2 separate regions of the Mus musculus genome follow, and region 1 is linked to region 2. A link is a contact called in public HiChIP or PLAC-seq data. All regions are on one chromosome and are shown on one strand. Each heading gives the region's core, a stretch centred on a gene start, on an enhancer-like site or on the middle of the called end of the contact. The rest is flanking DNA. Distances are from core to core; before and after follow the strand shown.

Region 1 (4,474 bases), core at 1,793-4,292, 88 kb before region 2:
AATGACGATAGCAGAAATTCAAAAATATTCTGTGAGGGTTTCATTTATTTATTTATTTATTTATTTATTTATTTATTTATTTATTTATTTATTTATTTAAAAAGTTTAACCAGTAGCTGGGTGGTGGTGGCACACGCCTTTAATCCCAGCACTTAGGAGGCAGAGGTAGCCAGATCTCTGAGTTTGAAGCCAGCCTGGTCTACAGAGCAAGTTCCAAGACAGTCAGCTGCACAGAGAACCCCTGTCTCAAGGAACTAAAAGAGCATGCTTTTCACAGGACCAGGAAACCAGAACATTTTAAAAAGGTGGAGACTTTTCCTTTTATTTTTTTCCTTAGACATGCATATTTTATTATCATTGTCTTAGTCAGGGTTTCTATTCCTGCCCAAACACCATGACCAAGAAGCAAGTTGGGGAGGAAAGGGTTTATTCAGCTTACACTTCCATACTGCTGTTCATCACCAAAGGAAGTCAGGACTGGAACTCAAGCAGGTCAGGAAGCAGGAGCTGATGCAGAGGCCATGGAGGGATGTTCTTTACTGGCCTGCTTCCCCTGGCTTGCTCAGCCTGCTCTCTTATGGAACCCAAGACTACAAGCCCAGAGATGGTCCCACCTACAAGGGGCCTTTCCCCCTTGATCACTAATTGAGAAAATGCCTTACAGTTGGATCTTATGGAGGCATTTCCTCAACTGAAGCTCCTTTGTCTGTGATAACTCCCACTGTGTCAAGTTGACACAAAACTAGCCAGTACAATCATGGAGATTAACAAGAACAGGGAGATATGACCCACTCCCCCACCCCCACCCCAAGTACATGTCTGTATATCCCCCAAACTATCTAGGACCTCTGACCTTGGTGGATGCGATCAAGTTTATACCAGGGCAGTCGTTCCACATGACAGGGGATAGGCGCTGGTTCTAATACCAGGCTTTCAGTTCCATTCCTTCTGGGGAGACCCCTTAGGAGATTCAGTGCTGAAGGGGAGTGAGACTGTGGGGCTGTCAGGGACAAGGGTTCAGGGATTTGTCCCCTTCCTTGCAGTGTAAAAGTAGCATTTTAACTTCCTGACTGGCTTTCTGGAGTACATGAAGTGGGTAAGGAAGGGCATTGGGTGACTGCTGTGTACACAGGGCTTGGGTTTAAGGTCTAAGAAAGGAAAGGTGTTGAAGAGGAAGAGGTAGGGCACACAGAATTTAACTTAAAACCCGACTCAGGAAACAGAACTTATTCCTCTAGCAGGGATTCCCTGTCCTGGCTTCCAGCTGTGGCCTTTGCTTCTCCAACAATTCAAAGATCCCTTCAAATATCTTCTGAATAATTTTGAAATTAGGAGTTTGGCATTTTTTGTGTGTGTGATATTCCCGAATGAAACTAACAGTAGAAAACATTTGACATTACCTTAGAACTTTAAGTAGAATGATAGTATGGTGTAGTTGTTAAATATTAACATAGTCATATTTTTTTTTAACAATTATAATATCCCAAGTGTTTAGAATTCCAGAGGAACAAAAGATGGGAAAGGTTTCTAAAAACTGAGGGCTGGAAATGTGGTCCGTAGCACAGTGCTTGCTTGGCATGCACAGGCCCTAGGTTCAATCTTTAGTACCCGTCCCATCCCCAAGAGACCATGCCATAGAAGACTGTTTAAGGATTGTAGTGATTCAGTACATTAAAAGAGAAGACTGAAGGTAGACAAAGGAGCTATCTGTTAGGAAAGGTAGGGTGTCATGTGGACAACAGAATTCTTCTGGGTTATTCCAGTGGGTCATCTGGAACAGGTGCAGGTAAGTGATAGAAAGAGCTCTTCAAATCCTAAGCTTGTAGATACAGACATTATGTTTAGATACTGGAGGCCAGTTTTCTTTTTAGACTGTGATTAATAGGCAGCTGAATGCTGACAGTGATGGATTCCCTGAACCATTTGTAATCTCCAAACAAATTCAGTTAATTGCATGTTGGTCTGTTAGCCAGACATCTTTCATTGGTTGTTTGATGTGAAAGAACATATGTTCTGCTTTTGCAGTATTTAGAGGACTCTGGGAAGTTTTGAGTAACTTGCTGACAAAGTCTTAGTAAACACCTTAGTTAGGATGTTTGAGATGAGAGTGTATCTGTATTGATGAGTGTTATCTTTTATTGTTAGTAGTATTGGCTCTGATTCAGAAATTAGAGCTGACAGAATTATAAAAGGGATATTGATGTAGTCTGTGTTTAATATAAGAGACCAAAAGACTATTAGGATGATCTTCCAGTTAAACAGAATCGCAGTTTCTGAGCTGTTTTCATTTATAGCATAGCAGGGTATCTTAGTCACTGTTCTATTGCTGTGAAGAGGCACCATGACCAAAGCAACTCGTATAAGAGAAAACATTTAAGTGGAGTCTTGCTTACAGTTTCAGAGGTTTAGTCCATTATCATCATGGCAGGCAGCATGGTGGCATGCAGGCAGACATGGTGCTGAAGAAGTAGCTGAAAGCTATATCCTGAGAGAGAAGTGGGTCTAGAATGGGCTTCAGTGACACACTTTCTCTAATAAGGTCACACCTCTTAATCTTTCTCAAATAGTGCCACTCCCTGGTGACTAAGCATTCAAATATAGGAGTCTTTGAGAGGGGCATGGTAGAGGTGGGAAGGGGGAGGCCTTGTTATTCAAACCACCACATAGGAAATGAGTCAAGACTTTTCAATGTGAGTTTTTCATATTTCTTTGAGGTAGAAAAGCATTAGTCTGCTAATCTTCCCAAGGCACCCAAAGTAAAGCCTGCTCTAGAAGGAGCTGTAGAGAGGACTGAGCCACCGGAACAGCCTCTATGTTAGTAGCATGCATATGTTTTTTAAGTCTCCTTAAATGTGAGTTAGTGTAGTTAGTCTTGATTCAAAATGTATCCCTCAGTTTTTCATGTCGTGCCATTTTTGTGCTTTTAAACCATATGGTGGAAAAGTTGTAATTCAGAAAACTACTATCAGTCTTTCGTGGCTTTGTAATGTTGACATGGCTACTCATTCCCTACCTGTTTTGAATTCTTTTGTTTGGCAAGCCGCATTCTCTAGGGGCCAGCTACCGCCATACGTAGCGTTGCTAGCATACCATCTTCTGCAGACTACATTAAGTGCCACATTTTCTGTTATGAAACAGTTTGCCTGGCTCAGATTATAATTTCAGTCTTCCTGCCTTTGCTGGTAAATCTGTTATGTTTAACTCTTGGAAACCTTACCTACATTTTCAAGAAGTACAGTTTGGTTTTAGCTCTGATCCTGATGAAAAAAATAGACATTTTATTTTAGTATAGACATTCTCTATGTACTCTGTTAAATGAAATTCTGGAATTATAAAGTTGGCTTGGTAGAGAGCATGGGTATCTTTCTGTTGAAGGGCAGTTGAATGTTGCCAGGTGTGAGGTTAGGCTGGAGCATTCTGTTTAAGTCTGTTACATTGTTTCCATCTCTTCTCCTCTCAACAGTTCATGAGCCCTAATCACCTTAATTTAGGATTTTAAAATTATGAGATTTGAGTTACTGGGATAAAGGACCATGAAAAATGTGGTGAAATTATATTCTATATATTTTATAGTGGACCAACATAGCTGAGAGTTTTACTGAAATTCATTGCCTGGAACAATGGAAAGGAAAAGATCATGAATTAGTACAGAACTAGAAAGAACCTAAGAGGTGAGAGTGATTGACACTGTGTTGCTAGAGGCCCTAGCCGTTTCTCCCTGCCTACCCATTCACTCTATGGGACATCTATTAAACCCTTCTTCACTCTGCACACTTTCCAATCTTTTCTGATTGGAGACCTTGACACACAAACATGAACATTCATGGACACGTGTACACGTGTGTGCATGCACGCACACACACACACACCTTTCCAAGAGGGCTATCTTTTTTTGAACTCCTGTGTCAGGTCCACAGAGCTATCATGGAAAGAAGGTTACTAAGGTAGGGGAGAATTCCTTCCCACATGCCTGCGGGCATTAGGAATACTGAAAAGGGCATTCTCCAGTTCCAAATTGGATTTTGCATTTCTTTTCCTTTTCTCTTTAATTTTTTAAAAGAGCTATTTATTTATCCTATGTATATGAGTACATTGTAACTGTCTGTAGACTCACCTGAAGAGGGCATCAGATCCCATTACAGTTGGTTGCTGAGAATTGAACTCAGGACCTCTGGAAGAGCAGCCACTGCTCTAGCCAAGCTATCTCTCCAGCTTGTATTATGATTCCTTTTTTTCTAGAAATGGTATTAAAAAGTTCGAGATTTCGGGTGTTAGGTTGAAGTGCTGTGGATGTGCTCTTTTCATCCAATGGACAAATATGAACTTGGAAGTCTTCCATTTTTACAGCAAGGTGGAAGCAGCCCTTCTCCTTTACCAGAGGGACTCTGTAGCTCCTCTTTCAAAGTTTCTGTAGGGAGCATGACACCAAGAAATGACTGGTTAACTCCCGTCACAGATGGTTATAACTTTGCAT
Region 2 (4,591 bases), core at 1,926-4,425:
ACTATCAGGATGGACAAGGCCTTAGTGTATAGCCATCTGTGCTAATTCCCTTTCAGGGTTTGGATCCCCTCTGAAACATTTTGTTCAGTGGCCAACCAGTTGAGATATAATTACTTCCAGGGACAATCTGCCTGCTTTAAATAGCTTTGACAATTGTAAATTCTTCCTTTTCTGTCTCTTCCTTAATCCATGGTGTTATAGATGAATATAATCTTTCTTCTGCATGATAATCTTCAGCTGTTTGCACATTGCATACCCTATGAATCGCTACATTCCAAGACCTAGTTTTTAGAGGTCTGTTCTTTCTTTTTGTCATGTCACCAGGCCTGCCTCAGAAGCCATTTTTCTTTCCTTTTCTTTTTTTGAGACTAAATCTCTCTCTCTGCTAGTCCTGGCTGTCCTGGAATTTGCTATGAAGACCAGAATGACCTTGAACTCAGAACTGCTTACCTCTGCCTTCCGAAGTGCTGGGATCAAAGACATGCACCATTATACCTTGCTAGCAGCCATTTTTCTTTGGTCTTGTTACTTGCTTCCAGTTCTGGTCATTCTCTGTAGAATAGATTCAGTCTTGTCATATCTCTTGAGAAAGCTGATGAACGATGAGAATAAATAGAAGTATCTTCAGATTCTATGTGGTATATTTCTCTTTTTTTCATTTATTTATTTATTTATTTACTTAGTTTTTTGAGACATGGTTTCTCTGTGTAGCCTTGGCTACACAGAGAGTCCTGGAACTCACTCAGTAGACCAAGCTAGCCTTGAACTCACAAAGATCTATCTAATTTTGCCTCCCAAGTGCTGGGATTTAAGACATGTGCTTCCTGCCCAACTTCTATGTGGTTTATGTCTATTGGTGAAGCCAATGTGATTTTTCCATTTAATTATGATTTTGTTTTCTGTCAAATACAGTCTACTAAGTTTTCATGTGTGTCACTGCTGAGCCATCTCCATCCCCTCTTCCTTTTCTTCTTTGCTGTTTTTGTTGTTAGTGGTGATGATGATGGCGACGACAACAGCAACAACTTGGGGCTGAAATTTAGACTGATTTTTTTTATCCTGATTCCTTTTTTCCATTAAATCCCCTAGTTAATAACTATTCATGTCCGCAGTGTAACTGCAGTGTAATCCCCTAGTTAATAACTATTCATGTCCGCAGTGTAACTTAGCCTTGATATGCCAGAATAATGAACTCTTTCAATTTTGTAACATTCATCTCACTTGTAATCAACCAATAGTTCATTTGTCTGATTTCTCTGCTAAATTTTATGTTAAGAACCTTATCTGGGGCCAGCAAGATGGCTCCTCAGCTAAAGGCACTTACCACCAAAGTAATCCCTTAAACTCACATGGTTAGAAGGGGAGCACCAGCTCCTACAAGTTGTCCTCTGACCTCACGTGTATGCTGTGGCCCAGGCACACACAAAATAAAGAAATGTAAGAAATGTAATTGTTTTAGAAAGAACCTTACTTATATGTCTTTGTTATTCCTAGTGCCTTACAAAAATAACTGTCAAATACATAAAAGGGGCTTAAGTAGATGCTGTATTAGTTACTATTCTTGTGTCTGACACCAAATACTTGACAGATGCAGCCTAAGGGAAGAGAGATTTATTAGGCTCCCAGACCAAAAAGTGCCATCCATCTTGTTGGAGAAGGCGTAGTAGTTTGGTCTGAGGACAGCGTGAATCTGTCTACTTCAGCCCTTTTGGAAGACTGAAATAAGCCTAATGTAAACCAAGCATTGCCTGCAGAAGCCAGTTCATCAAGGCCTTGTATGAGATATTATGGAGTTTGATTAATCCTGTGAATTTGAGGAGCTACTAAGACTTTGAACAGGGAGGAAGCAAAACCAGTGTGTGTAGAAGATATCCCTAAGGCTCACGGATGCATGAGGTGTACAGGGAACATTAAAGAGGAGGGGCTGGAAAAGATGCAGAGGCAGACTGACAGGGAGAAGGGCTGCAGACTGCATCCTCCGGGCAGGATGCACTCAGCCTTGGCAGCCATAACCTTGCTGCAGCAGCTGTGGTGCCTGCATTGTGTCTACACAAAAATGAATTGAGGAGGGGCTCAGGGGTTCCCTACACCTTCCTGCTAAACTATTTGCCACTGATAGACTCAGGGAGAGGGCATTTCCTCAGTTGTCTACCCACTAGTGATCCTATAAGGTTCTAATGGATCGTTCCAATCCAGTGTTCACACAGATGTCCTTGATTAAACTAAATGGGTCAAAAAGAGAACTGAAAGTCTTGAATCTGGGAAAGAACCTGTTGAGGTATTGATGGTATTGTTAGGAGGAAGTTGGGGAGGGAAGAGAATAATCAGATTGTGTTATATACGTGTTTGAAGCTGTCAAAGAGCATACTTAGTAATACTTAGAAAAGATTTCCCTAACAACAGTATAAAAGATTGTAAAGGATGGTGCTTTTACAGAGACTACAATTGGGGAGTTATCCTCTAGGCAAAAAAGAAACAAAAAAGATGATAATTCATCTCAGCAAAAACAATTTTTATACATATGAGTTATCTATTTCCTAATTCACAAGTTGCCCCTAAACCTACTGGTTTAAAAGAAGAGATCTTATCCACCCTGTGCCTGAGGGTCAGGGAGCTTAGCAGCCTGGTTCTAGCTCCAGGTATCTCTTGAGCTTCCAGTTCAGATGCTGTCTGGATCCAGAGATGTCCCTGGGTCTAAATGATGTGCCTCCAAATTCACCTACATGGCTGTTGGTCTCCCCTGGGGCTGCTTATGGCATCACTTCCCTCAAAGCAACTGATCCATGAGAATGAGAAAGGTTCCCCTCCAACCTCACACACCGCCATTCCTCCTGCATGTTTATGGTTACCTAGACCAGCCACGCTTGTCAAGTCAGAAATACTCTGATGGATTATGGAGATAAAAAGGACAGAATAAGTCACATAAAAACTATTCTATTAGTCATTTCTTCCAGCTTCTTCTTGCCTAGAACAAATAAATAAAGCATTTGCTTCACTAAAAACCAAATTAAATCCCCACTATAAATGTTAAATTCCTTTGCAATTATTGCTTAGTTTGATGCCATAAAATAGAATAATTTGGTTCCACTTTTGTTTTTAGTGTAATGTTGTTGTTGCAGCTCAGTGTGATTCATGCCTCAGAGTCAGTAGCTTTCCTGGGAAGCAGGACACATGGAGATCATAAGGAGTCGTAGAGCTGGGAAGCATAGTCTAGCAGAGCTCCCTGATAGACAAATAAGGAGAGGCATAAAAAGATGCTGGGTGGTAAAGAGCGGATCCAGCCCGGCTACTTGAATTGCTGAGACTAGAACACATTCTTCCAGGTCCCAGGACACAGCACTGCAGCTAAGTGACACAGCCATCTGTTCACATCACTGAAAGCACACAGAAGAACAACTTAGTGTTTGCTGAGGGCAAAGATAAATATATTAGAAGCTATTTCTGTCATCTGTTGGAAAATCATCTCATTGTGATATTGATTACTGTGTGACTCTGAGATAATTTAATACATGAGTAAGTACATAAGAAAATCATAGCACTGCTACGCCTTTTATGGTTTTTTTTTAAAGCAGGAGCAACTTACTTGACAGTAAAGTATTTGTATCAGTTTTTTTCATTTTAAAGAATGAGCAAGGCTCCATGAAAAGGACTGTGAGCGAATTATCAGAAACATGAACTGCACTGTTGGAGCAGTCAGATGGTAGGAATAGATAATGCTGATCACTCACAATAGTCATGAGGTTTAAAGTATTTTTTTAAATAGAATGTTTGGTTTTTGAGAATTGCTGACTATCTATTGCATAGTTTGGGGGTTTAGGGGTAAAATATTTTGTTAATTCAACCTTATTACAAAGGATTATAAGATCTTTTAAATTTTTGTTAAAAGTAGTCATATATATTATGACACATAAACTGTAGGGTAATCCAGTAAATGAACAGAAAGTAATTCAAATACCTTAAGATCCATAAAACTTTACTTTAAGAATCATTTATACCTCTCTTCCAGGCCCCCGTCTGCCCCATCCATATCACGGCTCTAGCTAAAGTGACTCACATTGACTCCCAGACTGGACCCTCCACCATCTACCCACAGTAGCTTTCCTTTTCCTCTTCTTGGACTTCATCAGCCGTAAGGGGCTGTTTTCCAACCTCTGCAAACCTAGGGTGATGGCAGAACACATGGTAGGATGCAGGGTACCACTGATGATGGATCCTTCATTGATAGTAATTCTTCTCCTGAAGGCCCAGACCCTTGGTACCTAAACTACAATGAGGATCAGTGTTGACGCTGTCATGAAGCATCAATAGATTAGGGTTTTAAATTCAGGTTTAAATCTCCCCTTTTAAGCACCCACTATGTGCATTAAATATATTTCTGCATCTGTTGGTCCTCACAGAGACTATTACAAGGTAGGTATTAGCCATACTTAACTATTAAGATAACTAAGAAGGTTCAAATGACCATAACTGGACTTCATGGTCCATTGCAAGCAGTATTCTGTAGACCGAGCCTCTCTTAAGAACAATGTGTGAGTGAGTGAAGACTGTAAATTTGTCAATGTTAATTTGCTGTTATAATTGCGGAGTAGCA

The links. HiChIP or PLAC-seq counts read pairs in DNA pulled down with a chosen protein or histone mark.
Region 1: an H3K27ac HiChIP or PLAC-seq map of embryonic fibroblasts shows a contact between it and region 2, with 2.6 times the contacts expected there. The contact joins two enhancer-like sites. A contact is called at or near these places in 1 of 15 datasets of contacts at CTCF or cohesin (the NIH/3T3 cell line), 4 of 484 Hi-C or Micro-C datasets (Th1 cells, beige adipocytes, nephron progenitors and 1 more) and 1 of 115 datasets of contacts at active chromatin or transcription factors (embryonic fibroblasts).

The regions. Positions count from the first base shown.
Region 1 is chr1:170,828,134-170,832,607 of GRCm38.p6, reverse strand. All of the region lies in intron 7 of Atf6 (activating transcription factor 6), which reads left to right. Among named protein-coding and RNA genes, the nearest start is that of Gm25235, 2.5 kb to the left of the region's middle. Within about 2 kb of position 3,042, at least 18 of the 459 cell types and tissues checked have an H3K27ac peak or open chromatin away from gene starts, as enhancers often do. A contact at or near this core is called in the NIH/3T3 cell line and embryonic fibroblasts, where this site is marked.
Region 2 is chr1:170,740,280-170,744,870 of GRCm38.p6, reverse strand. The region is part of intron 15 of Atf6 (activating transcription factor 6); the gene reads left to right. Among named protein-coding and RNA genes, the nearest start is that of Gm23523, 9.2 kb to the left of the region's middle. Within about 2 kb of position 3,175, at least 31 of the 459 cell types and tissues checked have an H3K27ac peak or open chromatin away from gene starts, as enhancers often do. A contact at or near this core is called in the NIH/3T3 cell line and embryonic fibroblasts, where this site is marked.